Linked DNA regions of Mus musculus: regions 1, 2, 3, 4, 5 and 7 are each linked to region 6. Evidence: chromatin contacts called from public ChIA-PET, Hi-C, HiChIP or PLAC-seq, Micro-C and promoter capture Hi-C data. All regions are on one chromosome and are shown on one strand. Each heading gives the region's core, a stretch centred on a gene start, on an enhancer-like site or on the middle of the called end of the contact. The rest is flanking DNA. Distances are from core to core; before and after follow the strand shown. Region 1 holds the start of Acot6 (acyl-CoA thioesterase 6). Region 2 holds the start of Acot2 (acyl-CoA thioesterase 2). Region 3 holds the start of Mlh3 (mutL homolog 3). Region 4 holds the start of Nek9 (NIMA (never in mitosis gene a)-related expressed kinase 9). Region 5 holds the start of Rbm25 (RNA binding motif protein 25). Region 6 holds the start of Abcd4 (ATP-binding cassette, sub-family D (ALD), member 4). Region 7 holds the start of Eif2b2 (eukaryotic translation initiation factor 2B, subunit 2 beta).

Region 1 (3,320 bases), core at 110-2,609, 520 kb before region 6:
CCGGCATCGGGTGATAGAAACTCCATATCCACTGCCCCTGTAAGACTAGGTAGAAACTTTAACTCCATGTTGGTGAATGGAGTGAGTTACAGCAGGGGTGGGTCATCTCTAGTTCTCTCTTTGAAGGATGAGTGTGGCCTTTTTTCTTGTGTGCTTTGTTCCATCTGTGTGTGTTTGTTTAAAACAGGATCTTGCTATGCAACCCAGGCTTGCTTTGAATTACAATTATTGGGGTTCAGGAATTGCCACTCAAACCAAACTAACAGTGACCTCAGTTAAGCAAGAGTAGCTTATTGAACGCACACCTTAATACTGGGCATCCAGTACTGCAAAAGGGACTTGTTGGGAACTTAACTGCAGTCCAGTCTGCTCTCACAGTAGACTTTTTATAGGAAAAACCAGGTTCAAAAGTTCAAAGGGCAAGGAGGGGAGCAGTTGGTTTACTAGACAAAGTATTATCAGCTAACCTTTAAGCTGATTGGTGCTGAGTAAGGTAGGGTAGGTGGTGGATGGGTGGTGAACAGGGGAATTTCAGAGTACTGAGATAACAGCATGCGTATTATAGTCACAACTTTGGGGCTTATTAGTAGCATTCTTCAGTGTCAGTTATGAAAACCAGAGTGACCTCATTTCATAGGCGCAGGAAGGGCTACCTGGTGGTTATTTTAAACATAACAGTTCATATTGACCTTTGATTTAATGGGTCCTACATAAAGCTTTCTGAAATTTCTTTTTTTTAAAAAAATATTTATTTATTTATTTATTTTATGTATGTGAGTTCACTGTCACTATCCTCAGACACACCAGAAGAGGGCCTTGAATCTCATTAGAGATGGTTGTGAGCCACCATGTGGTTGCTGGGAATTGAACTCAGGACCTCTGGAAGAACAGTCAGTTCTTAACCACTGAGCCATCTCTCCAGCCCCATGTAATTTCTTAAGAGTAGCAAATCTCATTCAGAAAATACAGAACAAAACAGGGTATGTGGTCACATGTCCTTGAGCCAAGTCACTTCTCTGTGTCAGTGACTGGCAGGCATGTTACAGCAATAATATGAAATAGCTGGCAGGCATAGAACAGAATGGCTACAACTATTCTGCAGGGGGGTGGGGGGGATGGGGGACGGGGAGTGTCAGCCTAACACAATGATCCTCCTGTGTCTGAGTCATTACACCCAATTTGAGTGCTGTTAGCTTTCCACTACTGTATGACAGGAGATTGAATATGGGCCCCTCCAACGTAGACTTCCCGGACTTCAAAACTGTAAGACATAAATCTCTGTTCTTTATAAAGTATCTAGCCTTTCATATTTCCCTAAAGTAGAAAAAAAAAAAGGCCTAAAATAAAAGTAATACAGTATTTTAAAGTTGTTTGTTTTTATAGAAAGCTACTACTGAATCCACGCAAAGGGCCAGACTTTGCCTCGATCTTATTCATCTAGTGTCACCGCCTATCCTCAACACCACGTGAGCAGAATCCTCTGTCCTGGCAGAGCTCCGCTGCTACTTTGACTTCACACATCTTTCCTGTATAGAGTCAGCCGGTTTTCTGTTCCTGTCTTGTCTGAGGCACGGGAGCCAGGGGTCGGGAACTCCCAGAGACGCACCAGGTCGGCTCCACAGCAGGCCAGGCTCCGCTCCGGACTCGCGTGGCGCTCCCCGAGGCCTCCAGCTCCTAATGGCGGCGACACTGAGCGTGGAGCCCGCGGGCCGCAGCTGCTGGGACGAACCGCTGAGCATCGCCGTGCGCGGCCTGGCCCCCGAGCAGCCCGTCACGCTGCGCTCTGTCCTGCGCGACGAGAAGGGCATGCTCTTCCGAGCCCACGCGCGCTACCGCGCGGACTCCCACGGCGAGCTGGACCTGGCGCGCACGCCCGCGCTGGGCGGCAGCTTCTCGGGGCTCGAGCCCATGGGGCTGCTCTGGGCCATGGAGCCCGATCGGCCTTTCTGGCGCCTGATCAAGCGCGATGTGCAGATACCCTTCGTGGTGGAGCTGGAGGTGCTGGACGGACACGAGCCGGATGGCGGGCAGCGGCTGGCGCGGGCGGTGCACGAGCGTCACTTCATGGCTCCCGGGGTGCGGCGCGTGCCCGTGCGCGAGGGCCGGGTGCGCGCCACGCTCTTCCTGCCCCCAGGTGAGCAGCTCTCCACCCACCTACCCACCCGGTTCCTAAGCTCACAGCCTAGTCTATTTTTTGGTCCTGAATAGACTCCATGTAGGGTCTGTCACATAACTGTAACTTTAGTAACCTTGTCCCCACTCTCCAAATTCTCTCAATCTTCTTTAAGAGTAAATTTTCTACCAAGTTTCCTTCCCTTTAAGACACCATGAATTCCTCAACTATATGCTGAAGAGGGAGTGCAACTTGAAATCCACTAAATGCCAGCCACACGAGGGAGGGAGTACTGATAACTTATGCCTGTAGTAAGAGTGACTTTTGCCTCCTTTCACATCAAACTTTCAAAGAGCCTTTAACCCACAAATGAAGACAATGTTCCCTAACCATTAAAGCGCACAAAAATGTTTACTACAAAACCTTTCCCTACCATAAACATGCTGGTGGTGGTTTTCAACCTAGAGTTATCCTTGCCCCTTCATGAGGACATTTGGCAATATCTGCAGAGTTTTGTGCTTGTCAAAAATGAAGACTGGAGCCCAGCGGTGGTGACATACACCTTTAGTACTGGGGAGACAGTAGGCTGATCTCTGAGTTCAAGGCCAGCCTGGTCTACAGAGCAAGTAACAGGACTGCCAGGACTACATAGAGAAACGTTTTGGTGGCGGTGGAAGGTGTGTATTGGGGGAGGGGGTGCTGTTTCCATTTAGCTAGTATAGGCCAGCGATCCTGCTAACTTTCTACCCTTCCCACCAAATACTGAACAGCCCCAGATCAAAATGATTCTGTTCCAAATGGATACATTGTGCTGGGAGACAGCTCAGTCGGTAAATTGCTTGCTTGGCAACCATGAAGATCTGACTGAGTTCAAGTCCCCAATACCCAGGTAAAAAGCTGGGCACCAGAGGCAATGCCTGTAAAATGCTGTGAGGCCTCGAAGCCCAAACAGGATTCCCGGGCTTTGTTAACCGCCAGTTCAGCCTGCCAGTGAGCTCCAGTTTTCAAAAATAACATGAAGAACTGTTGAGGAAGACATCCAGTATTGACCTTTGGCCTTTATACAGACACACACACACACACACACACACACACACACACACACACACACACACACACCAGGACATTCAAGCACAAGCACTTGCCACAGACCACCCCAGTCGGGTATGGGGGTCTCCGGAATTGAGGGTCCTCAAAGCTAGGTGGG
Region 2 (3,416 bases), core at 665-3,164, 630 kb before region 6:
GGCTGACCTTGAACTTGCAGTGATTCTCCTGCCTCTGCTGGGACTACAGATATGAGCCAGTGTACCTGGCTTTTTATTGTAGTTTTAATACTTCATTTTAATCATATAGTCTGGCTGCCCAGCATGTCATAGTAAACATGGTTAGGGACCTTGGAGTGTTACAAGCACTGCTGCAACAACTCATTCCCGGGCACTGCCTTTAACAGGTAGTCTTAGACCAGAATGATAGTCTTTTTTTTTTTTTTCTTTTTTTTAACAGATTGCTGGGTGTGGAGGGGAGGTATTTGAGTGCATTTTCTAAATTCTCTTCTCAATATAGGACATCATTGCATGAGAGGCACTTAAAGAATTTAAAGGTCCTTATAGGCAGGGAATGGTGCCCTAAGGTGTAGAATCCAGCATTTCCAGTTGCCTAGCTGTGTGTGCCTTAGCAAATCAGGCTCTCTGGTTCTAATTGTTCACCAAATAGGGTTCTTATTAGGATTAAAAATAAGCTATTATTATTATTTACTTTTTTTGGTTCCTGGGACTGGATGCACAAAATAAGGTTGAAGAATCCATAGTAGCAATACAAAAACAGTTATTTCCAAGTTCCATGACCAGTGCGGTGCGAGGTCATTTGAAACTCGGTGAAAAGTTTTGCCTGGGCAAGATCTTCAAGGTAGATACCCTAGCCTGCTTTTTCTATAAGTGTGATAAAACTCCGACCAAAAACAGCTAGCGGAGGAAAAGGTGTATTTGGCATTCATTTCCTGAGGAAAGTCAAACAGCAACTCAAGCAGGGGGCGTGAACCACAGGGGAGCAATGACTTGTTTCCCTACACACACACACACACACACACACACACACACACCGTTTGTATGTCTCTGATCCCTAGAGTTGAACTTGCAGAATGCTGTGAGCTCCCTTATGGCTGAGGGAAATGAGTTCAAGTCCTTCGGAAGAACAGCCTGTACTTTTAACCTCTGAGCTAATTCTCCAGGCCCCATCCCCACCCCCAGCTTTCTAATAAAATCTAGCTGACCTGCCCAGCGTGGAACCTCCCGCAGTGGGCTAGGTCCTCCCACACAAACCATCAGTGACACATAGGCCAATATGATACAGGCATTGCCCCAAGTGAGGATCCCTGCCTATTCCAAGGTGTTTCTAGTTTGGGTCAAGTAAACAAAATCTAACACAGTTGTCTTCTTAGGAACAGAGACAAATACAACTTATATAGTCTCAGGTTTCTGTAATAATAAAGATGTGCAATAATCCTTGTAAGGTTTAAGGCCTTGGAAGAAAAAAAAATCACTGATTGGAAGCAATAGCTTATATAACACTTGGGAAATGTGTAAAATCCGGGATGAGTAGGAAAAAGTGTTTGCCTAGAGGGTCAAAAGACGAGCTCAATGTAAACTATGACATCATTTGACTATTTTTACACGAGTGTGGAATGTAGGTAAAGGGTCACACAGCCCATGAGACATTAAGGCCATTGGACATGGACATTAATGTGTAGACTAAGCACGCGCAAACAGCACACAAACAAAATATCATGATGCACGTTTTTGAAAGAACAGTCCTAAGATTAGTAACGAGTGTCTATTACTCTAGGACGTGATGAAACTCAATTGCAATCTCACATTCTTGACTCTGCAACCTTAGGAATTTGGCGACTGGAGGTTTCATTGGGTGAGAGGCTTTTAAGAGCGAGCCCTGGTCCAGCCCACTTTTCATGGGGTAAAGAGCACCTGAAAAACAGTGCTAGGTTCCGGATATAACGGAGTCTTAACGCACAGACGCCTTAGTCAAAGCGTCACTACTACTTTTGCTTTTGTTGCTTGCTTTGCTCTGTGATCCTCCCAGCTCAGCAAGCACACAGCTCAGTCTAAGGACTGCAGGCAGGCAGCTGGCCACTAGAGGATCTCTTAACTTTCTCTGCGGAACCGAGGGCTGAAGTCAACGACGCAAAATGGTGGCCTCGTCTTTCGCTGTCCTGAGAGCAAGCAGGTTGTGCCAACAGGATTGGAAGAGCTGGGCGCGGCTGTTTGTACCTCCGCCGCTCAGCACTGGTGGCCGGACCACTTGGGCGCGGACAAATGCGACGCTGAGCGTAGAGCCCGAGGGCCGCAGCTGCTGGGACGAGCCGCTGAGCATCGCCGTGCGCGGCCTGGCCCCCGAGCAGCCCGTCACGCTGCGCTCTGCCTTGCGCGACGAGAAGGGCGCGCTCTTCCGAGCCCACGCGCGCTACCGCGCCGACGCTGGCGGCGAGCTGAACCTGGCGCGCGCGCCCGCGCTGGGCGGCAGCTTCTCGGGGCTCGAGCCCATGGGGCTGCTCTGGGCCATGGAGCCCGAACGGCCTCTCTGGCGCCTGATCAAGCGCGACGTGCAGACGCCCTTCTTGGTGGAGCTGGAGGTGCTGGACGGACACGAGCCCGATGGCGGGCAGCGGCTGGCGCAGGCGGTGCACGAGCGTCACTTCTTGGCTCCCGGGGTGCGGCGCGTGCCCGTACGAGAGGGCCGGGTGCGCGCCACGCTCTTCCTGCCCCCAGGTGAGCAGCCCTCCACATTTCCCTTTGCTCAAAGTTCCCTGTGGGTGTTTGTTTGTTTGTTTGCTTTTGGTTTTTTTTGAGACAGGGTTTCTTGTATAGCCCTGGCTGTCCTGGAACTCACTCTAGACCAGGCTGGCCTCGAACTCAGAAGTGAAGAAAAGGGTAGCTCCAAATGATCTAGGACTTGGTGGGAAGGAGATAGGACTGGACTGGACTGGACTGGACCGGAAGAAGCCTGTTATAGTGATGCTGTTTGCCTGAAGCTGGTCCTTCAATTCCGCTGCTAAATTAAAAGGGCATCATAAGACAAGGGGAGAGGCTCCTAATAATAAAGTCCGCAGTGTTACACCCACATCCCCTAATGTTCTTTTAGAATGTCTTCTGTCTTTTCTTGTGGCAGTGTGGGAACTCAAACTTGGCAAGCACTCTTCTACGAAGTTTCCAATATTTTTAATTTTTCTTGGTTTTTAGCTGCATATGGAGGTTCCAGCAAAGGAGGCAGGAGAATCAACAGAACTCTCAGGCAGTGATGGGGGAAAGAACTCTCAGGAGAAGCCATTAGTATTCTGACATTGAGACAAGCTTCATACACTTGGGCTAGAGGGTGTGGCTCCGTTGGTAGAGTGCTTGCTTGGAGTAGTACTGGGTGCTATCCCCAGCACAGGGTAAACCTGGCAAGAAGGCACAGCACTGCAATCCCAGCACCCACAGGTCGAGGTGGGAGAACCAGAAGCTCTCGTTCATTGTTGGCTACAGAGCCTTACTGGGTTATACCGGTATATTAGATGGTCTTGCCTCAAAATAACAACAACAAAAATGGCTAAGTAAGCAAAATCAACAAAATATTTAAATGACAACTAAAAGTGGTTAAAGAGAGGTAC
Region 3 (3,571 bases), core at 289-2,788, 650 kb after region 6:
AGTGTTGTGTTTTTCTTGGATGAAATCTCCACAGCACCAGCCATGTCGGCTATACTTGCCAAGGCCTCTCCTCGGAAGCCATAAAATGCTGGGTTCTCCAAGTCCCGCACTGAGTGGCATTTACTAGTAAAATACCGGTTTCCCACCTTCTCTACATCGTCCCCCGCCATCCCAAGTCCATTGTCTATCACTTGAACTTGGAAGGTTTCCATATTCACTCTGATGGCCACACATGTTGCTTCAGCATCAATACTGTTAAGGGTAAGTTCTTCAACACACTGGCCCAAGGAGCTTATGGCTAAACCGGAACGCAACTTGGTTTTTACGTCATCTGATAGACACCTGATCATGGCAGGGACACATGTGGAGGGAGTGGCAGACACTGGCTTCCTTCTCTGACTGGAAAATAATCACCTACAGGAAACAAAACACAACACATACTCTAGCAAACCTCAGTTATATCACATCACCCATTTCTCTCGACTATTACAAAGAACTACAGTTAGAGTATTAAACCAAAACGCGAAAGGGAAGTATACTTCTAGTTTCTAGACAGCACACAAAACTCATGCACTGGTATAACAAGCTTCAATTCCAAAGCATTCATAATTTCATTAATTTTCGCTGTTCCTAAAATGAATGCCCTAGAGTGAAATTATAATTACGCTAGATGCTGATCCGTAAAGACACTATTCAAATTTCTAAGCACTTCACTAAAAACAGATGCCTAAATTAAACGCAGCTAAGAAACATTAGCTAGAAATTATTCATGAAAAAAGTCCAAGCTAGTTTCATAACATTTATACTTTACACAATAACCACGGCTTTTAGAAAATCCTTTGATGTTCTAAGACACTGTAAGTAAGAAGGTAAAAAAAACAATGGGACTAAGTCAAAGTCAAATCTATCAAGGAGACACAGTAAGCCATTACTTTCTCAGGAAGAGGTGGGGGTGGGGGAGGTAAAACTCCTTTGATATTTAAGTCCTGCTCCTGTGTAGCTTGATAGCTTGCAGAAAGGCCCTTATTACTGATATTCTTTTATATTGATACTCTCGGTCTTTTATATCCCCAGAACATAGCTTGGCAATAAAAAGTGAGTGTATGGGGTGGTCGGACCCTGATTCCAGGTTTTCTTATACAAACCCTAAGACTCTAGGTAGTTAAAGGTCTCATTCTTAAGTGACAACAGTGAGGCAGGTGACAGGCTCTTTTGTTTTGTTTTTAAAGCCTGGAAAAACCGGGGCTACGACAGCATTTAGCCACCGTTGGCAAACGGGGTGAATGTGTAATGAGCAGTTCTAGGGTCTGGAAAGTCGGGCATCCCGTGCAGGCCGGGCCGCGCCTGCGCAATCCACCCACCCCGCACCTCCGGGGGAGCCGGGGCCCCGCCAGACAGGCCCGCGGCAGTCACCATTGCTCCTGTCCAGTTAGACAAGCTCTCTGGACCACATTTCATCACGTGCTTTCCCCCTTCACCTCGAATCTCCTCCATCAACTCTCACCGACCAACCACCTCCAACGCCGAGCGCGCGCTCCCGAGCATGCGCTTCCGAGACACCGCCAGACGGCGTCTGCACGACGTCTCAGTGCGCAGGCGCTAAGGTGGCCAAGCTGCGCGTCCCTTCACCTGGCGGGTTCCAATTAGTTCTTTTGTCTTATTCTCTTTCGGAATGGGGTGAAAGGCTGTTTCTACTAAATTTTACTTTGCTCCCCTTCTCGTCTCCTTTGCATGTTCTAATATGTAGTTCCACATATATCTTTCTTGTTTCCTTAGTCTTTGTTCGCTAGATTGTAAACTATGTGAAAGTAGTTTGGTTTTTTGTTTACTGCTGTGTCCTGGTGGCAAGTAGATATTCAGGGAATGAATGCAGAGCATTCCTTTTTTTGTTTGTTTGTTTTTCGAGATAGGGTTTCTCTGTATAGCCTTGGCTGTCCTGGAACTCACTCTGTAGACTAGGTTGGCCTTGAACTCAGAAATCTGCCTGCCTCTGCCTCCCAAATCCAGGGATTAAAGGCGTGCGCCACCACTGCCTGGCAAGAGCATTCTTGAAAATTAAAGCTTTACGAAGCTGGAAAGGGCTGAGAAGCCTCTCTCTCTTTCTCTCATATTTTGTTTTTGTTTTTCTTTCAAAACATGATTTCTCTGTGTAACAGCCCCGGAACTCGCTTTATAGACCAGGCTGGCCTATAAACTCACGGAAATCCTTCTGCCTCTGCCTCCCAAACGCTGGGATTAAAGGTGTGCTCCCACTCCCCACCCCACCTCCACGTCTGCCCAGCCCAACTCTCTTGATTTGCAAATCAGGACATCAGGGTCCCTCCTTCCCTTCCTTCCTCTCTTCCTCCCTCTCTCTCTCTCCCCACCCCCATACCACCACGGCTTTTTCCTGCAAGAGCACAGTGAGAATATTTTGAGAATTATTAGGCAATCCTCAGTTTTTGTCTTCTGTTTCATCCAAACCTCCTCCCAGAAACTTTTTAAAAAAGATTTATGTATTTCATGTGTATGGGGTTTTGTCTGCTTGTACTTCTGCACACCAGAAGAGGGCATCGGATCCCTTGGTCTTAGAGCCATAGACTGTGTGAACCACCATGTGGGTGTTGGGAGTTGAACTCAGGACTTCTGGAAAAGTTGCCAGTGCTCTTAACTGCTGAGCCATCTCCACAGGGAGGACATCCCTCCTCCCTTTAAAGGAACTTAGGACAAAGTTTTAAATGAGTATATATTTAATTACTAACCAAACCAAATCAGACTTGTGGAGCCAATGAAGCAAACTTCTGATTATTGTTCAGTTTGCCAGGGCTTCATGACAAAAGGCCACAGGCTGGGTGGCTTAAGTAGCCGGGGTTTTTGTTTGTTTTCTTTTCTTTCCAGTTCTAGGACAAGCTGGAGTTTAGGCCAGGATTCCTTCTTGGGTGTGGCTGTCTGTCTTCACGTGGTCTGTGGTGCATACACTCTTATGAGTCAGCAGTCCAATGGGATTGGTCCTTGGGTTAGAGTAGTTTAGGTATACAAATGAGGGGAGGCGCAATCCAGGCCATAACTACTTTATCTGAATTTCTCACCTTTGGAAAAGGAGTGACTGTAGATGTTCCAAAGGATTGAAAACCAAAAGTAATTAGTGCAGTGCGTCATGTGAACACGGAACAGCCCAACCTGGTGGCATTTGCTCTTGCTACACATGAAGTCTCCCGTGTAAACAATGTAAAGAAATGGCAAAGTTACTTCTCTTTCAGACCTCGTTAAACTACCCCAAAATTTTCCTCTCACAATAACGAATTAATCATGTTGCCCAAAGTTCACTAAGGATTAAAAGGGAGGGGGGGAAGCAATGTAAGCATAAGGTTCTAATGTGTTTTTATTGGTTAGAATTATACACATTTGTATTTCATCATACTTGTAATACGTGGTAACTTTTCCAACATGCAACCAAAATAACTTACTAACAAATTCTAATACTGAGCACAGAATAGTTCTATTTTTTTTTTAATCTAGCGATTTAAAAAAAGGAGTGAGATTATTTTGAAAAAATATTAAGATTCGTTTCATTATTTTACAATTTGGAAGT
Region 4 (3,416 bases), core at 378-2,877, 720 kb after region 6:
GAAGTGTGATAAAATTAACTCAAAGCTAGTAACCAAGTTGAACATGACATATAAGACAGAGATAGGAAACTGGTACTCACTGCTCAACGGTGAGAAAGTGAGCCACTTAACTATACTGACTTAAATGCTAGAAAATAATCGGCACAAATAAGAACATAGGCGACTACAGATGATAATGTCCACTAATGGGTTGGTTACTGGAATAGAAAAGAACACAAAGATATTTTCTTGCAACTACTTTTCTTCCATCTTTCATAGATATATGCTGGACGCTGGAGGTATGGCTCAGTAGTGGAATGCCTTCTGAGCACTGGCAAAGCCCGTTTTATCCCCAGCACAAAAAGTTCTGGCTGGGAGCAGACACTAGAATTGCAAGTGCATGAATCACCTTTTGCAACCTCAGCAAGTTCTCATTAAATGTTTACCCTAAAGCTAGAGTTTTAAGGCTGTGGTGATTAGACTCAAGTTATGGTTAACTTTTGGAGGTAGACTCACTACAGGGTTTTAAATCAGTACACATTCTTAATTTTGGATTCAGTAACTCATGGGTCTCTCCATTGTGACCTTATGCAAGAAGGTGGGAAAAATGACTTAGCTTCCTTGGGTTCTCAAAGAAAGGGGTCCTTGTTTCTCCAGACTCAACTCCACCAATAAAGTATTTGTCTTATACAATCACTGAAGGAAAAGCAAGAAAACAAACAAACAAACAATGATCTTTCTGGTGATCAAGGAAATCCTCCGAGTGATCATTTATGAAAAAAACAAAAACAAAAACAAGAAAACAAAGCCTACAGGGCTAGCAGTGTGTTGTAGCTGCCAGTGTGGCTATTTGGAAGTACACACCAACTCCCCATCCCGCCCTTCAACAGCTATACGAAAGGAAGTAAGCTTTTACAGACTGTTCCCAAAGAGCAAGTAAGCTTTTTATATTGTTCCCAATGTGCAAAGCACCTTCGTTTGGACCTCAAAATAACCTTTAAAAAAGTAAAGGTTTTTTTTTTGGGGGGGGGGGCGAGGTTGTTATCGCTAAGTCCAATTAACAAATGGGAAAACTAAAATGCAAAAGACCGCTCAATGACTCGCTCAGTGACAGCGGTGATTAAACCAATGTCCTACAGCAGGGGAAGCGAAAGCACGGTGGGGTTCCCGAGACCTAAACCCCAAGGGACGCCTGACCATAGAGGGCCAGGGGCAAGCAGCACTGGAAAGCGGGGCCGGGAAGGAGGGCGCGGGGAGGCCCGGCAGCGGCCGGAGCCGAGGGCCGCTACCTCGGTGCGGCGGTACAGCGTGGCCTCCCCAAAGGCACCGCGGCCCAGAACGCGGATGGGGATGTAGTGCAGCTCCTCCTGCTCCGCCGCCCCGCCGCCGGCTCGCGGCCCTGGGACAGCGCTGGGGCCCGGGCCCGAGTCCCCGCCACCCCCGGACTCGCTTCCGAAGTCCGAGTTGATGGAATCGCAGTGTCGCTCGTACTCGCCCAGCACCGACATGGCGGCGGAGGCCGCAGCTCGCCGGGAGCCGCCCGCGTATCCACGGCGGGCAGGGCCGGCCGCTTAGCGCCTCAATGGCCTCAGACGCCAGGCAGCGGCTTAGGTGGCCCCGCGGCCCAGGGAGCTTCCATGGTGGCTCCTGCCCCCTGACCCGGAAGCGGTTCTTAGTGTTTCCGGCTCGCCGAGGTTTTCCCTCCGCCTTTCGCGTGCCCACTTGTTGCAGATGCGTCCCGCACACCTTGGGCGTCGCTGGCCTTCACACCCGCGAGTGTCGTGGAAGCGGAAGAGTGACCACACGGCGGGTTTGCAGACCGCTTCCCTACAACCCCCTACCAGCTTTCCAGACTGCGTCACATTTTGGAGGTGGTCCAGGCTAATCCTGGCGACACGTTTGTCCCAGGAGCTGTGACTGTGTTAGCTGTCACTTGGCTTGTTGGGCAGGGCTCCTTTTTTTTTTTTTTTTTTTTTTTTTTTTTGTAGCGATAGTGTAGCAAAGATAATGGAGCAAGCTAAAACATTAGACTTCTGACAACTTTAACAATTCCTTCTTCCTTCCTCCTCCTCCTCCTCTCCTCCTCCTCCTCCTCTTCCTCCTCCTCCTCCTCTTCCTCCTCCTCCTTTTCCTCCTTTTCCTCCTTTTCCTTCTTCATTAAGTCTATAAAGTTGCAGGACTATGACCACCACAGGGTTGCCTAAGTTGGGACAATGCTAAAGGGTTTTGTTTTTCTTTTCTTTTCTTTTTTTTTTTTTTTTTAATGATATTATGGCCCCAGATCCTCAGAGCGCCATGAAAACAATGTTTATGTGTCTGTTGGGGGTGGGGTGGGGATTGTTTTAGGTGATACAGCTAGTTAGGAGGAACTTGAGAGGCAAACCCTGCAGTCTGGCCCCAGAATTAGGAAAGGGCAGGGCGTGATGAAACTAAGGTTATGGGACTGGCGCCATTACACTTGTTGGGCAGAAGCAGGAAGTACACTTTGTATGTTGTACAGTTTGGTGTTTCCTGTGGACAGTGGGAAACTAAAGCAAAGGAGTAGGTGATTAGGGCTCTGTTTTGTGTGTGTGTGTGTGTGTGTGTGTGTGTGTGTGTGTGTGTGTGTGTGCCGATTGAATTCAAGTTGCCTGATTTGCATGGCAAAACCTTTATCCACAGAGCCATCTTACTGGCTCTCAAAGCTCTAGCCTTCTGAGGAAATCTGCTCAAGATTTCTTTCATTAGCATAATGATTAAAACATCCTTTTGCTTAAGTGCCCTGCAGTAAATCAGTGACTTTTTTTTTCTTTAATTTATCTGTTTTCACTCCCTGTGCTTTAAAAAACAACAATTATAGAGGAATCCTTGCTCACCCAGACAAAGGGGCACTAAAGATTAACAGACAAATACACCTCAAATGGTTTCTGCTAGCTTTTATTTGTGAAAGTTTACACAAACATCTCCAACAGGTGAGCCTGTATAAATCCCACATGCCTCTTCCCATTAACAAACAGAAGATGGCTCTGATGGGGGTTCATGACAATGGTAAGGAACAAGGTTTGTTGAAACTGTATGATTCTCAGTTATTTTGACTATGCTGGAACGGAGGGAAGCAGATAATATACCTGTTTATAAAGCGGATATGCTGTTGTGCACGCCTACTGTCAAAGGCAAATGCTCTTCAACTGAACTGAAAAGCATGTTGTCCAGTTTGGTTGTTTTGGGCATGATCAAAATGATCGAAAGGACTTGAAAGAATTTCAGTTCTACAGAGCTTAAGTTTATACTTGTTCTTGGAAACAAAAACATGGACAGAATGCTCTATTTTCTCCTCTCTGAAAAATTGACATTTTTCAGAAAAGAAAATAGAAATCTAATAGAGCGGCTGTCACTGCTCCTTAGGGGGGAAGGCACACGTCAGAAAACAGGAGTCTCTTGTTAGGCTAATGGGACAG
Region 5 (3,642 bases), core at 411-2,910, 990 kb before region 6:
ATGGGAAACTACAACAGCCTAATCCAAGCAGGATGACAAAGGACGCAGACCCATCAGGAATGAAGGTATGGGTCAATCCTCCAGGAAAAGAGCCAAGACCTGCTGAGGTGCTGGCTGAAGGTGAAGGAAATACAGAATGGGTAGTAGAGGAAGGTAGTTATAAATACCAATTAAGGCCACGTAACCAGTTGCAGAAACGAGGATTATAAAGTAATATGAATGCCCATTGTAAATTTACTAATGCGTTTGCGATTGTACGAGGGATAGTTATATCATGTTAGGCGTATTTACAACCTTGTTATTGTTTCATGTGAACATGAGATATTATTTGTGTCAAGTTGACAAGGGGTGGATTGTAGTGGCTATTCCTGGTTGTCAACTTGACAATATTTGGAATGAACTACAATTCGGAATTGGAAGGCTCACCAGTGACCCTTATCTGGAGGCTTGGAGATCCTTATCTGGATCTTGGTTTGAAGATCTTGAGCCATAGTGGCTATGGATTCCAGAAGATTGAATCTCCGAGTTAAGGAACACACCTTTAATCTGGGCTATGCCTTTCATCTGGGATTAAAGGTGTGGTGGAACACACCTTTAATCTGGGCTACACCTTTTGCTGGAGACAATATAAGGACATTGGAAGAAGGGAGTCTAGCTCTAGCTCTTGCTCTTGCTCCTTCGCCTGCTTGCTGCGTGAGACTGAGTAACTGCTAGATCCTTGGACTTCCATTCACAGCTGCGACTGAACCATTGTTGGGAATTGGGCTGCCGACTGTAAGTCATCAATAAATTCCTTTACTATTTAGAAATTATCCATAAGTTCTGTGACTCTAGAGAACCCTGACTAATACACTAACCAACCAAGGTTTGCTATTTGTTATCCCAGGACTCCAGCTCTCCCAGGACAGGAATAAATCTCACTCTCCACCTTCAGAGAGACAAGCTCCTTGTAAACGAATTATAAAATCCTTCTGAGTAACAGGAAACAAAAGCAGCAGATACTGCTTATAAATTCCATAATTTGGATAACCCAGTAATTTGTGAGTATTCATTTTCACTGTTTTAGTATTTTTAGTCATTCGCACACTGCGGAAAGTTGCATTAAATATTCTTACAGGTTTCTGAAGATACCAAGCATCTAGTTACCTCTTTGACCCTGTTACCTCGCCTAAGATATAGTGTGTGTACGCACAAAAAGTCCAAAAAACCCAATATAGCCGTTGCCAGTTATTTCTTGGTGTGAGCAGTACTTTGCGAAGAACAAATGACATCTGGGCTTTCTATTGAGGTTCTCGGTCCCGCCCAGGTATCAGGTCATCGAACCTCCAAGAATCAGGAGACCAAGGTTCTAATTCCTGGAAAACGAACTACCAAAAAATGTGAGAAAACCTGTAACAAGCCCCGCGCGAGTAACCAGCCGGAACCTTGACCTCAAGATGGCGTCGCACAGTCATAAGATTCAATCGGCTCCAATCAAAAATGGCAGGGTGGGTGGTAATTTACAGCTCGAGCCTCTCTAGGTCCCACTAGACAATCCCACTCTATGGTCATCCCTCTGTACTTAATGAGTCAGAGGCGACGGCGGAGACTATCTAGGCATCACCTTCTCTATGGTTATCCCTTTCCACGCCTCCTGGCGCAGTGCACGCCGGGCAAGAGGAAGCCCTCCAGGAGCTCCCCGCGCAGCGCGGCTGTGTTTTGCGGCCTAGGCGAGTAGGCGCTTCGGAACCAGTCTCTAGAGTCGGGCGGCGCGCAGACACCTCGAACCGGTGGAGCCCCACTCCATCACCTGACGCCCAGAGGCCGCGAAGACAGTACCGTTTTCTTAGCGGCGGGTGAGTCCACGCTTCCGAACGCGTGAGGAAACCGCTCGACCTGCTACCTCAGCTGCGGGAGGAGGAGGCGGCGGCGGAGAAGCCAGGGCCGCTGTGGAGGCCCAGCGGGGTGGGGGGTGGGGGGGGGTGGGGAGACGGGGCGGGGTGGGGGAGGGGACGGGCACGCGGCTCGGGCTTCTCTTCCCCTCCAAGGCCTCGGAAAAACCAGTGAACCAGGAGCCCGGGGAGGCCGGGCCCACGGCCGGAGCGGTCCTCCGGGAATTTTATTTTATTTTTTGTCGCCCACTTTGTCTATTGGCTTCCGTTTCAGTTTGGGAGCGAATCGCCTCGGGCCCTGACGGGGCTCCTGTCTTAGCCAGGGCTAGGATCGGTCGGCCCGGAGGCCCTTGTCTCCTCGGGGCCTCCAGAGCCACCTCTCAGTAGGTTTCCGGGGCCGAGGACTCAAGTGCCTCCAGGCTGCGCCTTGAAAGTAGCCTGCGCCCACTCTTGGAGCGAGGTGCGGGCCACCAACGGATTTCTTTTCTGTCTGGTAGTCTAGTGCCAGCCGCCAAAAGAACGGGCCCCACCCCTCCTTGAGTTTATCGAGTGGCCACTTTTTTGGTTTTAAAGCACCTTTCCTGCTTGTTGGAGCTAGTGATGAGTTTCACCGTCTGATCCCCTTTCCGATTGGGAGGGATGCTGTAAAGGATCTCTCCATTCATTCTAGGCGGCACCAGCCTTCTTCATATTAAAATATGCTGCCCTCCTTTTGTTTTCAGTATTGATTTTTAAATACAGTTTTCGAAATAAGAGTATGAAGGTTATCTTGAAGTTATGTAATAATGGATTTATATTGACGTGGAAATGCCATTTTGATACAGGTCAGAGTAAAGCCGACCAAAAGGAGGGAAAAGATTGGGCTTCTCTTGTATCATAGTGCTTTAGTGAAATAAGGTGAATCAGGTAGAGGCAGTATTGTATAAACAGTTTTTTTGTGTGTTGTCTGTGAGCACCCTCAATTTCAGTTTCTCTTCAGTTTAAAAATCTCTTGTTTTTTTTCCCCACAAGTAAGAGGGTCGCTGTATGATATTGATTCTTGTAAGCCTGTATATAGATTTAAGAAAGGTTGATAGTTTAACGGGGAGTATTCACACCACGAATGTAATTTTGTGAGAACTTTAATTTTTTTATAAAAGATATTTCAAAGAGTTCAGTGTTCTCATAAGACATTCAATTGCTCAGTTGTGATTCAAGCAGACAATGTGCTTATTAAACTTTTTTAAGTCTTGATTTTCTTCATCAGTAAAATGAGAGTTACATTTCGATCCACTTCACAGGTTGGACTTTGGGACTGGAAAAAATGTATGTAAAATGCTCACTAAAATTTTGTATAACATGATGTTGGCTTATACTAATAAATGGTGTTACTTAAGAATTAAGAGTCAGACGTTTCAGAGACTTTTTACATTTCTTCCTGTGTACTTAGAGTAGACTTTAACATATTTAAGCTCCTTACTTTCTCCACTGGTAGGGAATTGAGACCTTGTGGTTTCATGAAACTTTTGAATTGGTAATTTCTCAGTGGGGAACTTTGGAGTCTACACCCACTTACTGTGTTTCCCTGAACAAATTAGCTTCTTGGATACAGACGGTAACCCTTGTACACCAAGGAATCTAGGAGAGAAAAAGGATATTGAGGACTTTTACAAGGAAAAAACATGTTGGCATCAAGTCATTCTGGGATTATCTCTTTTTTGTGTGTGAGGAAGGTGTCACAAAAGTATTTTCTGCTAAGAATTTTAAATATATTTTGTGTGGATGGGTTGAT
Region 6 (3,320 bases), core at 106-2,605:
AGCCTAATAAATGTACTAAGTTAGCACAGTGTAGTTGACAAGATGGCTCAGCCAGCAAAAGGTCCAAGTGTTTGTCGCCAAGATCTGAATTCCAGCCCCAGATCCCACTGCGGAAAAAACCAACTCCAAAACCTGTTCCCTGATCTCCATTCCTGTGTCATGGCACACATATCACACGTGCATGTGCATGCGCCCCCCCCCAATAAAATAAAAATAAAGTTATTACAATAGGATACCATCTTACAGGGCTGGAGGGATGACTCAGCAGTTAAGAGCACTGACTGTTCTTCTGAAGGTCCTGAGTTCAAATCCCAGCAACCACATGGTGGCTCATAACCATTCGGTAATGATATCTGCCCTTTTCTGAGGTGTCTGAAGACAGCTACAGTGTACTTACATATTATAAATAAATAAACCTTTAAAAAATACCATCTTACATACATCATTTAGATACATATTAGGAAAAATAAACTAAACAATACCAAATATGGGGATGGTTATAAGGGACACTAGAACCTTTATATATTGCTGTCAGGAACTATAAATTGGACGCGACCACCCCAAAACATTATAGAATTAAGTATGGCTCAGCATTCTATCCTGAGGTGGATAACTTAAAGAGAAACCATCAGTATCTATCTATCAAGAGACAATTGCCAGGATATTCATTACGGTGTACTTTGTGGTGCTTGAAATACTGGAAGTAATCCAGGCATCCTTTACTAGGGAAATAGAATCTATCCAGGGTGACGCTGAGCACCATTCAGGAGTGAAAAGTCATATAGCATGGATGACCTAAAAAACCCAATGCTCAGTTTAAAAACTTCTCTCTTTTAAAAAATCACAACATGATTCATGAATCCAAAGTCAACATATATTTTAAGGTAACAGGATAATTTAAGTAAGAGGGTCTGAAAAAAATTAATGCAAAGGAGGGTGTGCCAAGAGCAGATCGGAATTGAGAACGAAAACTAAGGGAGGAAGATGCCAAAAGAGGGGGGTCCGCAGTACCTAGAGTGAGGCAGCGTCAACTCCATTCTGTGCAGCCAGGGTTCCAAATAGCCCAAACTGAAGGAAAGTTGCAAGGAAGGACCCGCAGGGGAGCAGCCCCTTCCCCACTGCCCAGGCAGTGCGTCCCTGACAACCCGGCCGTCCTCACTAGCCCTGCTCACCTGGCACCAGCTCGGGCCGTGGGTCCCGGGACCGCCATGACCCGGGATGCAAGCGACGAGGCGACCGAGCAAGCCCGGTGTCCTCCCCGGGCAGAGTCCTCAGAGCTCGGGGCCCCGCCCTAGGAGGAAAGGGGTGGGACTCTGGCGACCACAGAGACGCGCTAGATAGAGAAGACGGCTCCGGCGCTGTGGCCGTTCCCGGAAGCGCAGCCTTTCCTGAAGAACAAGAGAGTAGCAAGAGGTTATAGAGCTGGCCGGGTGGCCAGAGCGTCCCCTGTGGGGCTGGGAGGTTTCTTTTGCCAACTGGTAGTTCCGAGTGTAACTTTCTCCCAGAGAAGACAGCGTGATCTGTTTTTTAAAAAATTAATTAATTTAAAAAATACATATTTATTTAGTGAGCTATGTGTGTGTTCACGCGAACTGTGAACCAGGGCGTAAGTGTCAGAGAACAACTTTGAGGAGTCAATTTTCTCCTTCCATCATGAGGGCTCCCGAGGAGCCAACTCAGGTTGTCAGGATTGGCGAGAAAAGCCTTCATCGGGTGAGCTGGCTCCCTGGTCCCAGCACGATTTACAAGATTTTCTTGAAAATGTATTTTATGTATAGGAATGTTTTGCCTGCATGTATGAGTACCACGTGAGTGCCTGGTGCCTGCAGAGTCCAGAAGAGGGCATTGGAGTCCCTGGAACTCTAGTTACAGACCCAGGGCTTCTGAAAGAGCAGCCAGTGCTTGTAACCACAGAGCCATCTCTCCAGGACGTCCCATCTCTCCCCAGCGTGATTTTGTTTGTTTGTTTTTTGTTTGTTTTTCGAAACGGGGTTTCTCTGTGTAGCCTTGGCTGTCCTGGAACTCACTTTGTAGACCAGGCTGGCCTCGAACTCAGAAATCCGCCTGCCTCTGTCTCCCAAGTGCTGGGATTAAAGGCATGCGCCATCATGCCTGGCCAGCGTGACTTTTTTTTTTTTTAAAGATGTATTTATTATATGTAAGTACACTGTAGCTGTCTTCAGACACACCAGAAGAGGGCGTCAGATCTAGTTACGGATGGTTGTGAGCCACCATGTGGTTGCTGGGATTTGAACTCTGGACCTTTGGAAAAGCAGTCGGGTACTCTTACCCACTGAGCCATCTCACCAGCCCCAGCATGATCATTTAAGTCGGGTAGATGTGACTTAGTGGTAAACGACTTGCGTGTCATACATAAGGCCCCAGCACTACAGAAATAAACATATAAATCAGTTTTCCAGACATATATGGCAGCTCAACCCTGTAATTCTGGACCTGAGGCAGTAGAGCAGGAGGATCAAGAGTTCCAGATATGCCTCAGATACATAGAAAGCGCTGAGTTCATGATTAGCCTGGACAACAGGAGACCTGCCTCAAGGGGAAAAAAAAAAAAAAAGGGTAGAGGATCCTCACTTTACATTTGCAGTTTTCAACACTACTGATTTATAGTGGGTTTCTGGTTTGGTTTGGTTTAGATTGCAGCTGTTTTGGTTCTTTTGGTTTATTCTGTTTTTGTTTTTGTTTTTTCTTCCCGAAACAGTGTTCCACTGTGTAGCCCTGGCTGTCCTGAAACTCGCTCTCTACACCAGGCTAGCCAGGATCTCAGAGATCCACCTGCCTCTGCCTCCAAGTGCTGCGATCCTTAAACGAGAAATGTATGAAATGCTTATAGACTGACTAAAGTGCCCAATGAGAGATTCAAGGAAACAATAATGGCATTTCACATTTGCATCTAAATGTATCTTCCTAGCTCTTGATCCTTAAGGTCAACTCTGGAACAAACACTCAACAAGTCAACAAAGTAACAATTACCAGTTGTTTTCAGAGCCTTTTAGACTTGCTTAGTGGCAAGCTCAGTTATCTTTACAAAGCTTCGTGTCCATGACAAAGATACCAAACAAACAAAGCAAATAGGCTTCCCCAACTTCAACACTAATGACTGTTGCGCCTGTTGGGCCTGGCCTTTGTAGGGTGAGTTGTAGGAGACTGAGCAATGTCTCAGGACTGAGCAGCTGGAAGATGCCAGCAGAGCAGCTGTCCTTAACCCAGCCAATAAAACCATGCTGTCAAATATCCCTTAGCAGAAGGAAGGACCAAAATTCTACCCTCACTCTGCTCCCCAGAATGGAAAACAATGTTTC
Region 7 (3,600 bases), core at 1,021-3,520, 600 kb after region 6:
GTGGTAGCACGTGGAAGCCTCTGGGTGTCATCCTCCAGACGCTACACTCCTCCCAGGGCTCACCACTTCCCAATATTATCACACTAAAAGACCAAACCCTTAGCATTTGAACTTTTGAGGAACACACTTCAACCATATGCAAGCTATAATCATGAGTAAAATGAAGGTCGATAAATGTGGGAAAACACAAGCATCACTGGCAAGCAGGAAAATGCAAATTAAAACAATCCTGAAGGATCTTTTTATGCCTACTTTCTATAAAGATGTTTGGTGATACCATGTGTTGGTAAGCATGTACAACATTGATAGATGGCCCCACCACTCCTCTGCTGTGAGGTGATCTGGGCAGGGGGTAGATGGCCTTGCCCACTCACCCCTAGCCACCTGAGGCAGTCAGGAAAGCTGACCCTAGGGTCATCAGAGTGAGGGGAACTGGGTCTGCACCTCACCTGAACATTACAGTAGGGTTGGCCCTGGTTGAGGGGTTTTTGGGTCAGCCAGTCCCTAGGGTGAGAGCAAGAGAGAGCTGGCCCCTGCCAACCTCTGCCAGAGGTGGTGTGAGTGCCTGGGTGATGCCCCCCCCCCCAGGAAGTCTGGAGAACTGGCCTTGAGGTCATGAGAGTGGGTGAGCTAGCCCTGTCCCTTGTCCACTAGAGCACCTGGGCAGGTGGGCACTGTACTTCATCTGGGCAGCACAGCCCTGGTGGAGGGGACCCAGGTGAGCTGTCTTGAGAGGACAGAGTGTGGGAGAGCTGGCCTCTTTGACCTTTCTGGGGTGAGATGGTACAGGTACTGGTGTGATGCCCTCTCCCTTCTGCCTTGCCACCTGCAGTAGTCAGGAGAGCTGATCCTAGAGTCATGAGTTGGGGAGAGCTAGCCCTGCCCCACTGGCTGTAGCACTTGGGAGAGCTGGCCCTGCACGTTGCCTGGGCAACACAGTAGAGTCGGCCCTGAAAGCAAAGATACAGGTGAGCCAGACCCCAGCAAATTAAACAATATGCTATTTAGAGATTGCAAATATTTACTTTTTAATGTACTGCTGCATTCTATTTTTCTAGTAATTTATTAGGTTTTTCTTTTTGTTTTGCTAATGACAGGTACAGTTTTCCTGTACTATCTTTATATGATTTTGATACCGATCTAATCCCTCTGAAGACAATTTATCAGCTGTAAGGAAAGTCTTAAAAGTCTGGAAGATTCACTTTTGAGACATTTATCTTATATTTTTGGTTGTGAGCCTAGCCTTTAATGGCTGAGCCATCTCGCCAGCCCAAGACGTTTATCTTAAATAAATAAGAGATTCTAATTCCGTTTGGGTTCAGGGGACCCAGGATAAGCACAGCCTTTTTACCTCCCTAACTGCTTCAATACCGTGAATCTCTTTCTCAGTTTGTAAAGCCGGGGGAGGAGAACCTACCTCATGTAGCTGTATGACAGTAAGAACTTACAGCACTCAATACCTAGTAAGTGTCGGGTCAATGGAAGGACTTATTACATTGCATGTACTCGCCGGCCTCCAAATTGCAGGACAGCATTCTTGGTGTCCTATTAGCTTCTACTTTGTTTGTTTGTTATTTCGAGACAGGGTTTCTCTGAATAGCCCTGGCTGTCCTGGAACTAACTTCGTAGACCAGTCTGGCCTCAAACTTAGAAATCCACCTGCCTCTGCCTCCCAAGTGCTGGGATCAAAGGCGTGCGCCACCACAGCCCGGCTAGCTTCTACTTTGAATCTCTTTCATTAGTGACATTCCTTAGGGCTTTCGAGGCCGAGGATATAAAAAAGCAAACAACAACGTAAGAGCTAGGAATAGGAATGGTGGTACCACTTGCCTAGCACCTGTGAGATCCTACGTTCAATTCCTTGCACCGAGCGGGGAAAAGAAAGATAAAGTCGGTGGGGAATGGAACCCATTGGAAAAGGTGAACATGTTCAACCCGCGTTGCAGCAGCACTTTTCTGGGCGTCTCGAGCCCTGGACTCGCACTCATGGAGGCGTCTGCCAAGCATCAGGCAGCGATGGAGCCAGGAAGGAGGAAAGCCACTTCTGCTGGTCGCAGGGCGGGAGAGCCGCTCGCTGTTCCCATAGCAACCAGACTGGCCAGCGTCCTCCGGGCCTCCCGGCTCGGCGCGCAGACTCCCAAGGGGACCCTTCCAGCCGTCACTTCCCGGCGGTGCGCCCAGCTCCGCCCTAACACGTTTCTGATTGGCCTCAGCAGAGGGAGGGGCGGGCTTACAACTCCACGAACTCAATTATGTTTCACCGAGCGGAAGTTGACCTCTCTCGGCCCGGAAGTGAAACAGTGCTTTGGCAATTGAGGCTTCTGTAAGTGAGTCCCGGGACGGTGTTGGAAATGCCGGGTGCCGCGGCGAAGGGCTCGGAGTTGTCCGAGAGGATCGAAGGCTTCGTGGAGACTCTGAAGCGAGGTGGCGGGCAGCGCAGCTCGGAGGACATGGCTCGGGAGACCCTGGGGCTGCTGCGCCGGCTTATCACGGACCACCACTGGAACAACGCGGGTGCGGCAACTCATCCTCGTTCTTGTTCTATTCCTGAAGCTGATATTCACTTTCACCGCGCGCCTGCCCCGTTCACTCGGTCTCTCTTGGGTTTCAGGGGACCTTATGGATTTGATCCGCAGAGAGGGCAGGAGGATGACGGCTGCGCAGCCCTCCGAGACCACCGTGGGAAATATGGTGCGGAGAGTCCTCAAGATCATCCGGGAGGAGTATGGCAGGTCAAACTCACAGCTTGGGTGGGCTCCTGGTGGGACCAAGGGGTGCTGGCTTTTGGTTGTTAAACCGTGCCACCTATCAGCTTGAAGCCTCTGTTGTGGCTGAGCTGCTCCCGTTGCCCCAGTGATCACTCTTTGGGTCTTGTTGCCTCCATAGACTGCACGGGCGCAGTGACGAGAGCGATCAGCAGGAGTCCCTGCACAAACTCTTGACATCCGGAGGCCTGAGCGAGGATTTCAGCTTCCATTTTGCCCCACTTAAGGCCAACATCATTGAGGCGATTAATGAGCTGCTGGTGGAACTGGGTAAGAGATCTGATCACTAAGTGGACAAGTTAGGTCGCAGGCAAGTGAAACAGTCCCCTAGAAATTGTGCATTGACAGGGATAGGCGAGATCACCAGTCTTCTGGTTTGAACACCCATTTGGTAGGAGTGGATGGAAAACACCAAGCTTATAGTAACTGCATCTTTCAAGACAGACCTGCTCTTTAACAGTATATTAAGCGAGAGATTTCTTTTAGGGGAAGTTATTTTATTTTATTTTATTTTATAGCAAATGAACTTGCTGGGGATGTAGCTCAGTGGAAGAGTGCCTTACTTGAGGCTCTGGGTTTCATTCCCAGTGCTGCAAAAAACAGAAAACGAGTTCCCCAAAGCCGCATTTGGAAGTTTCTTTTTCACTAAACTTCATCTTGACTTCAAAAAATGTTTACTATTAGTGGTGTGTGTATGTGTGTGTGTGTGTGTGGGTCACAGGGCAACTTTGTAGAATTTGCGCATCCCCCTTTATGTGGGTTCCAGGGATGGAGGGCAGGTTTCCAGGTTTGCCCATCAAGCACATTTACCCACTAAGCCATCATGCCCACCCCT

The links. Promoter capture Hi-C pulls out the DNA fragments that hold promoters and counts their contacts. A called contact is a pair of places that touch in the nucleus more often than the background predicts. ChIA-PET counts read pairs in DNA pulled down with a chosen protein or histone mark. HiChIP or PLAC-seq counts read pairs in DNA pulled down with a chosen protein or histone mark. Capture Hi-C pulls out chosen DNA fragments and counts their contacts.
Region 1: a promoter capture Hi-C map of adipose tissue shows a contact between it and region 6. The contact joins the promoter of Acot6 here to the promoter of Abcd4 in region 6. A contact is called at or near these places in 1 of 115 datasets of contacts at active chromatin or transcription factors (bone marrow-derived macrophages) and 1 of 9 other capture datasets (adipose tissue).
Region 2: a contact with region 6 is called in a FOXA1 HiChIP or PLAC-seq map of pancreatic cancer cells. The contact joins the promoter of Acot2 here to the promoter of Abcd4 in region 6. A contact is called at or near these places in 1 of 484 Hi-C or Micro-C datasets (CD4 T cells) and 1 of 115 datasets of contacts at active chromatin or transcription factors (pancreatic cancer cells).
Region 3: a Micro-C map of embryonic stem cells shows a contact between it and region 6, with 3 times the contacts expected there. The contact joins the promoter of Mlh3 here to the promoter of Abcd4 in region 6. A contact is called at or near these places in 1 of 39 promoter capture datasets (liver) and 1 of 484 Hi-C or Micro-C datasets (embryonic stem cells).
Region 4: a contact with region 6 is called in a promoter capture Hi-C map of hippocampal neurons, with 2.5 times the contacts expected there. The contact joins the promoter of Nek9 here to the promoter of Abcd4 in region 6. A contact is called at or near these places in 6 of 39 promoter capture datasets (the 3T3-L1 cell line, cranial neural crest, frontonasal cranial neural crest and 3 more) and 1 of 9 other capture datasets (adipose tissue).
Region 5: a Hi-C map of uterus shows a contact between it and region 6, with 14 times the contacts expected there. The contact joins the promoter of Rbm25 here to the promoter of Abcd4 in region 6. A contact is called at or near these places in 2 of 484 Hi-C or Micro-C datasets (CD4 T cells and uterus) and 1 of 115 datasets of contacts at active chromatin or transcription factors (microglia).
Region 7: a contact with region 6 is called in an RNA polymerase II ChIA-PET map of memory CD8 T cells, with 6 read pairs. The contact joins the promoter of Eif2b2 here to the promoter of Abcd4 in region 6. A contact is called at or near these places in 2 of 115 datasets of contacts at active chromatin or transcription factors (extraembryonic endoderm stem cells and memory CD8 T cells).

Annotation. Positions count from the first base shown.
Region 1 is chr12:84,099,295-84,102,614 of GRCm38.p6, forward strand. Acot6 (acyl-CoA thioesterase 6) reads left to right here and starts at 1,360. Exons shown (of 3, transcript NM_172580.1): 1 at 1,360-2,134. The coding sequence starts at 1,678.
Region 2 is chr12:83,985,947-83,989,362 of GRCm38.p6, forward strand. Acot2 (acyl-CoA thioesterase 2) reads left to right here and starts at 1,915. Exons shown (of 3, transcript NM_134188.3): 1 at 1,915-2,535. The coding sequence starts at 1,956.
Region 3 is chr12:85,269,061-85,272,631 of GRCm38.p6, forward strand. It overlaps Mlh3 (mutL homolog 3), which reads right to left and starts at 1,539. Exons shown (of 12, transcript NM_175337.2): 1 at 1,479-1,539; 2 at 1-414. The coding sequence starts at 350. It overlaps Acyp1 (acylphosphatase 1, erythrocyte (common) type), which reads right to left. Exons shown (of 3, transcript NM_025421.3): 3 at 3,338-3,571. The coding sequence ends at 3,552.
Region 4 is chr12:85,337,735-85,341,150 of GRCm38.p6, forward strand. It overlaps Nek9 (NIMA (never in mitosis gene a)-related expressed kinase 9), which reads right to left and starts at 1,628. Exons shown (of 22, transcript NM_145138.2): 1 at 1,269-1,628. The coding sequence starts at 1,487. Tmed10 (transmembrane p24 trafficking protein 10) reads right to left here. Exons shown (of 5, transcript NM_026775.4): 5 at 2,880-3,416.
Region 5 is chr12:83,630,583-83,634,224 of GRCm38.p6, forward strand. Rbm25 (RNA binding motif protein 25) reads left to right here and starts at 1,661. Exons shown (of 19, transcript NM_027349.4): 1 at 1,661-1,835.
Region 6 is chr12:84,616,111-84,619,430 of GRCm38.p6, forward strand. It overlaps Abcd4 (ATP-binding cassette, sub-family D (ALD), member 4), which reads right to left and starts at 1,356. Exons shown (of 19, transcript NM_008992.2): 1 at 1,173-1,356. The coding sequence starts at 1,210.
Region 7 is chr12:85,217,211-85,220,810 of GRCm38.p6, forward strand. Eif2b2 (eukaryotic translation initiation factor 2B, subunit 2 beta) reads left to right here and starts at 2,271. Exons shown (of 8, transcript NM_145445.4): 1 at 2,271-2,514; 2 at 2,612-2,732; 3 at 2,887-3,035. The coding sequence starts at 2,352.